Regions from separate parts of the Anas platyrhynchos genome. Here region 2 is linked to region 1. Evidence: chromatin contacts called from public Hi-C data. All regions are on one chromosome and are shown on one strand. Each heading gives the region's core, a stretch centred on a gene start, on an enhancer-like site or on the middle of the called end of the contact. The rest is flanking DNA. Distances are from core to core; before and after follow the strand shown. Region 1 holds the start of NCOA1 (nuclear receptor coactivator 1). Region 2 holds the start of PTRHD1 (peptidyl-tRNA hydrolase domain containing 1).

Region 1 (2,791 bases), core at 23-2,522:
GGTGATGGGCACCCAAAGTCACTGCCTGCCTTTAAGGGGGGGGTGTCGGCCATTCCCCCCAAAACCCAGCACGCCACAGCAGACCTGTTTCAGCCCGAAATCACCCCAAAACCCCCCCTGATACCTCCGAACCACCTCCAGCCTCCCCCAACCCCCCCCAAAAAAACCCTGGCGGCGCCCAACTCCCTCACCCAAAAAACCCTCTGGAGGGAGGGGGGGGGGGGAGACCAGCCTCTGGGGGGGGACAGCCTCAATTTTGGGGGGTAAAGGAGGAAATTTGGGAAATTTGGGGCTGGGGGGGGGGAATTGAGGAGGATGCGGCGGGCGAACAAAGAGCTGTCACCGCCAGCAGCGCCGCCGAGGCCTCCCCAAAGGGGGGGGTCCGAGGTTCACCCCCATCCCCGTGTCCCCCCCCCCCCCCCAAAAAAAAAGAGGCCGGCGCCCTCCTTTTCCCTTCAGCCATCTTTCCCCGGGACGTGGAAATTAGGAGGGCTCGAAAACTGCTCCTCCACTTTATTTTCCTCAACTTTTAGCATTAAATCTTCCAAAAAAGAAAGGAAAGGGGGGGAGGTGGATGAAGGGGAAAGGGGGGGGGAGGCTCGCTGCCTCACAACCCCCCCCCCCTTGTGGTATATCGGCCCCCACAGCCGCCATAGCAGCCCTGTAGGGGGGGGTGTGCAGGGGGGAGGCCGTGCCTCCACCATCCTCCCCCTCTTCTTCTCCCCCCCCCAGCCATGACAGCTGCCTGGGGGGAGGCTCCCGAAGGGGCAGTCCCTGGAGTGTGTGTGTGTGTAAATTTGTGTCCCCCCCCCCCCTCAACCCCAAATCCCGGCCTCCAGCCGGACACACCCCCGCCTGCGCGGCGGGGCAGCGGCGTGCCCCGGCCTCCCTCCCTCCCTTCTTCTTCTTCTCCCTCCTTCTCCTTCTCCCTCCTCCTTCCCTCTTGCCGCCCCCACTCACCTGCCCGCCCGGCTGACAGCAGCCTCCGGCCTCTCTCTTCCCCCACCACCGCCACCCCCGCCGGTCGCTCAAGGCGACAGCGACTCCCCCGGCCGAGACGGCGGGGGCGGCCCCGGGGAAGGGGAGGCTGCGGCTCTTCGGCTGAGAGGAGGACGACGAGGAGGAATTATGGAGGGAAGGGAACGGAGGCTGGCTTGTTGCTGGGGGCCCCGCTTCCCCCCGCTTAGCGCGGGGCTCCCGGCCACCCGGGGCCCCTTGCCTCGGCGGCGCGGTGGAGGCTGCGGGGCTCCGCCGCTCGCTCAGCCCTCCCGGCGGGACGGGGCGGAGCTGGGCATGGAGGACGAGGGGGGTGGCGTCGCTGGAAGCCGCCTCCTTCTCCTCCTTTCTCCTCCTCCTCCTCCTCCTCCTCCTCCCTCAGCCGCCATCTTGGCGCCCCCCCCAGCCCCATGGCGCCGAGGCGCCCCTGGGCTGAGGGAAGGGGGTGAGGGGGGAGCCGGGCGCCATCTTAGCAGCGGGCATGGCGCTGAGGGGCTGAGCCCCGCTCTGTGTGTGCCTCAGGTGTTTCGCTACCTCCGTCTGCCCCGCCACCACAAACCATCTTTATGTCTTTAGTAGCACAAAGCTCAACCACTTCATCCTCCACACGCCCTCCCAGCCCAGCCTCATCCTCCGTTAACTCCCCACAGAGCCCCATGGAGGCTTTCACCTCCCTCCTGCTCGCCAGCATGGTGCCACGAGTCGCCCGCCAGCTTCGCTTTCCCCATCTTCATCCCCTGCTTCAAGGACGAGCTGATGGCCGCCCTACGTCTTGAGTTAGCCTTGCTCTCCTCTGAGGCGCCGAAATACCTCTATTTTCGCTTGGCACTGAAATAAAAAGTTTAGTGAGGGGTCCGGGCTGACAGGCAGCCCCGCGCAGACCTCCCCGCGCTCAGTCTCATCTGAAGCATTTTTTTTCTGCTGTTTCCACCTCAAAGTGCTGCAAGTGGAACAGCCGCAATTGCTCCATCAACTGTTCCCTCGCATCCTGGCTGCGCGGTGTTACATTATTCATCGTCTCTGTGGAGCTGCGAAATCCCCAAACACCTTCCGTGTCACGAGGCAAAACAACTCAATGGGCTGAATGGTTAAAATAAACCAGAGCTTCAGGTGGCTCGTTTTCCTCCGTGGGGGCTCTTTATTCCCCGGGGCCTTGAAGAGTGCGTTTGTTACAACCAAACAAATTGGCCTTGAAAGGCCCAGTCAAACACACGAGATCGCAAATCCACCCGGCGTAGTCACCCCCATCGACGTCTGATCCGGATTTCGGCTTCTTTTCGGGGGGACCCACGCGGTTACCTCGGAGCTTTTCTGCTTCCCAAGGGGAAAACCCCCGTGCAGGCGTGCATTTCATAACTGCCTCATTATCTCCTGAACAGGATGGGCAGGCTGAGCCTGAATTAACTCTTTGGAAGGTAAAGGGCCAGGGGACATTGATTGTGTTCGTTGTTTTCCCTCATTTGGGCATCAAGAGGACTTTTTCTGGGCTAATTCATACCAGAATGGCTATCTGCAGGTCTATTTGTATCTAAAATGCTATGTATTTTGTCCACCTTAAGCTAGGCAAGTGATTCATGATTTATTTTTTATTTTTTTTAAAGGATTTCAGGCCTGTACGTGTCCATGAAAGCACTGAAACGAGTGGGAAAACGCTGAAGAAAAACACAAAGCGAAGTAGCGACCCGTGATGGTGCACCCAGGCCGAATTCCCTGCGGCAGAGCCCACGCTGCCTGCGAGGTGACGAGGGAATATTCCTGATTCCTCTTTAATTGCATACTTCGCAGGGGCTGAGGC
Region 2 (3,069 bases), core at 311-2,810, 150 kb before region 1:
TGGATCAAACGGACAGTCCTGACCCTAAAAGATCTGCAACCTCCCGTTTTATTCCTCACCCAGAGCAGCAGAGGGGCTTTGTCTGATGTCCCCATACCCTAAATTTGCCCTGAAACACAGCGTGGCGGGGCGAGCCAGGGCATAAAGTCCTCGTCTCAAGCACTTTATGGTGTGTTCCTGGGCGAGGGCACACTTTGAGGACAGCATACATCACCCCCCGCAGCAGCAGCTCACCGTCCTCTGAGTTTGATTTCCCTTTCTCCATCTCCCTCCAAGCCTTGGGTAAGAGTGGGAACGCAGACGTCATCCCTCCTTCTTCCCGGGAGGCGGCTTCCTCACGGGGCCTCTTCTTCCTCGCGCTGCTGGAAGGGGGCTCCGAGAAGTCCTGGAGCTGGTCGGGCTCCGAAATTGGGGCACGAGGATGTCCTGGGGGCTGAAAGGGACGGTTAGAAGCCACCCAACCCCATAAGGAACCCTCCCGTGAGCGCAGGCAGGGACAAGATTCGACACCCCAAGCCCAGGGGGGTGACAGGAGTTAATGGGATGAAGAGGGGCTGGGTGGTCTGGGGCCACCAAATTTGGCGGGGGGGTACACACCCAAGGGTTGGGAGGGGAATGGGGGGGGATGTGGGGGTCAGGGAGACACAGGGCAGCCTGGAGAGCCCCAGTAATGGGGGTGTGGGGGTCAAGGGCGTATAGGGTATCCCAGGGACACCCCCCAAAAGAGGGCTGGGAGGGGTCAGGGGGACACGAGGTGACCCAGGGACCCCCATCAAGGGGTTTGGGAGTGTCAGAGGGACACAGGGTGGCCAGGGGATGCCCCCCAAGAGGTTTGGGGGGGGTCAGTGGGACAAAGGGTGTCCTGGGGACTCCAACTGATGGGGATGTGGGGGTCAGGGGGACATGGGGCAACCCGGGAACACCCCCAAGGGATTTGGGGGGTGGTCAGGAGGACACAGGGCAGCACAGGGACCCCCATTGAGGGGATTTGGGGGGGGCAGGGGGACACAGGGTGGCCAGGGGACACCCCCTGAAAGGTTTTGGGGGGGGTCTGAGGGACATGGGACAATCCAGGGACCCCCATTAAGGGGATTGGGGGCGTCAGGGGGACAAAGGGGAGCCCAAAGGGTTTGGGGGGGGGGGCTCAGGGGGACTCGGGGCCGCCCCCTGAGGCGATTTGGGGGGGGCAGGGGGCGGCCTGGGGGTACCCCCAAGACATTTGGGGGGCTCAGGGGGACACGGGGCGGCCCGGGGACCCCCAGAGATGGCGAAATAGGAGTCAGGGGCAACCCAGTGACACCCCCTCGAGGCGTTTTGGGGGATTTTAGGGGATTTTGGGGGGGTTTTAGGGGGTTAAAGGGACCCCCCCTGCCCCCTCCCCCCCCCTTTCCCTCTCACCCCGCTCAAACTCCGCGCTCAGACCCCACCGGAACTACGTCACTCCCCTTCCTCTTTTTGCCGTACAACAAAATGGCGGCGCCCTCTGCTCTCTACCCCCCAGCACGCGCCGCCATGTTCCCCCTTTCCTTCTATGAGCCTGCGCGCTGCCGTACAACAACATGGCGGCGCCCGGAGCGGCGGGGGCGGCGGCGCTGGTGCAGTACGTGGTGCTGCGGGGCGACCTGGCCCGCTCGTGGCCGCTGGGCGCGGTGGTGGCCCAGGCCTGCCACGCCGTCCTGGCGGCCGCCCACGCTCACGGCGGCCACCCGGACACGGCCGCCTACCTGGAGCTGGGCGGCGCCATGAGGACGGTGGTGCTGGAGGTGCGCGGGGCATGTCGGGAAAGGGGCGCCCGCCGCGCTGAGGGGGAGCCGCGGCCGCCATTTTGAGGCGGTGCCTGGGGGACCCCCGCACCCCTCAGCAGCGCTCCCTGGGGGCCCCCCCGACCCCAAAACTCGGTCCTCGGGGACCCTCAGGGATCCCCCGACCCCAAGCTCGGTCCTCGGGGACCCCCCGGGACCCCCCGACCCCCAGGCTCGGTTTTGGGACCCCCCCAGGCTCCCCTCAGCAGTGCTGGGTCGGTGGGCGTGGGGGGGGAGAGGGGTTTGTGGTAGCCCGATGAGGAGTTTTTTGGGGAAAAAAAGGGTGTTTTGGGGGTGTAGTGGTTGTGTGGGTTCCAAACTTGCTGTTGGTGGTGGTCACTGTGGTAACATAAAGGAAAAAATGTGGGTGTGGGGCACAAATCCCGTGAGGAGAGGCTGAGGGGGCTCAGGGTGTTTAATCTGGAGCAGAGGAGGCTGAGGGGGGGCCTCGTTGCTCCCTAAAACCACCTGAAAGGAAGGGGCAGGGAGCTGGGGGCGGCCTCTGCTCACAGATAAACAGCGATGGGAGCAGAGGGAATGGCCTCGAGTTGTGCCAGGGGAGGTTCAGGTGGGAAATGAGGAGACATTTCTGTCAGAAAGAGCAGCCAGGCACTGGGACGGGTTGCCCAGGGAGGTGGTGGAGTCCCCGTCCCTGGGGGTGTTCAAGGAGAGCGTTGGATGTGGTGCTTGGGGACAGGGTTTGGTGGTGACATTGGTGGTAGGGGGTGGTTGGAGCAGATGATTTGGATGATTTCCAACCTTAACAATTCAATATTTCTCTGTGGTTCTTACAGGCGTTTTCCACCCCAAATTTCACTGCATTTTTTTTCTCTTCCCCAGGCTCCGGACGAGGCCGCCCTGACGGTGCTGGCAGAGACCCTGAAGCAGCACAGCATCGACCACCAAGTGTGGACTGAGCAGCCCGAGAACGTTCCCACCTGCCTGGCGCTCAGACCCTACCCCAAGGACCAAGTGCACCAGCACCTGAAGAAGTTCAAATTGCTGAAGTGATCCCTGCTCCGGCTGCGGGTGGCCGTGGGCAGCTCTCCTCCTGAATCAGAGCTTAGATTGCCCCCCGACAGGCTCTAGGAATAAAGCTGCTGCGTCTCCGGAGCGCTGCTAGCGCTCATCAGCCTTGTGGGATAACGGTTAAAAAGTGTAAAACTCGTTAGTGGAGAGGATTAAATATTTGTCTGTGCAGATTGTGACTCTGTTATATGGGTCTGTTTGCAGTCTGTGTGCTTGTAGATCTTCACTCTGCCAGCGC

The links. Hi-C and Micro-C count contacts between places; a contact is called where the count stands out from the background.
Region 2: a contact with region 1 is called in a Hi-C map of subcutaneous adipose tissue, with 4 times the contacts expected there. The contact joins the promoter of PTRHD1 here to the promoter of NCOA1 in region 1. A contact is called at or near these places in 7 of 8 Hi-C or Micro-C datasets (F1 follicle, F5 follicle, liver and 3 more).

Annotation. Positions count from the first base shown.
Region 1 is chr3:119,148,012-119,150,802 of IASCAAS_PekinDuck_T2T, reverse strand. It overlaps NCOA1 (nuclear receptor coactivator 1), which reads right to left and starts at 1,272. Exons shown (of 22, transcript XM_038177351.2): 1 at 961-1,272. It overlaps LOC140002278 (a long non-coding RNA gene), which reads left to right and starts at 1,473. Exons shown (of 3, transcript XR_011808646.1): 1 at 1,473-2,411; 2 at 2,598-2,791.
Region 2 is chr3:119,294,243-119,297,311 of IASCAAS_PekinDuck_T2T, reverse strand. PTRHD1 (peptidyl-tRNA hydrolase domain containing 1) reads left to right here and starts at 1,560. Exons shown (of 2, transcript XM_027455463.3): 1 at 1,560-1,763; 2 at 2,643-3,002. The coding sequence starts at 1,560. The coding sequence ends at 2,813. CENPO (centromere protein O) reads right to left here and starts at 1,531. Exons shown (of 7, transcript XM_027455461.3): 1 at 1,399-1,531; 2 at 235-433. The coding sequence starts at 307.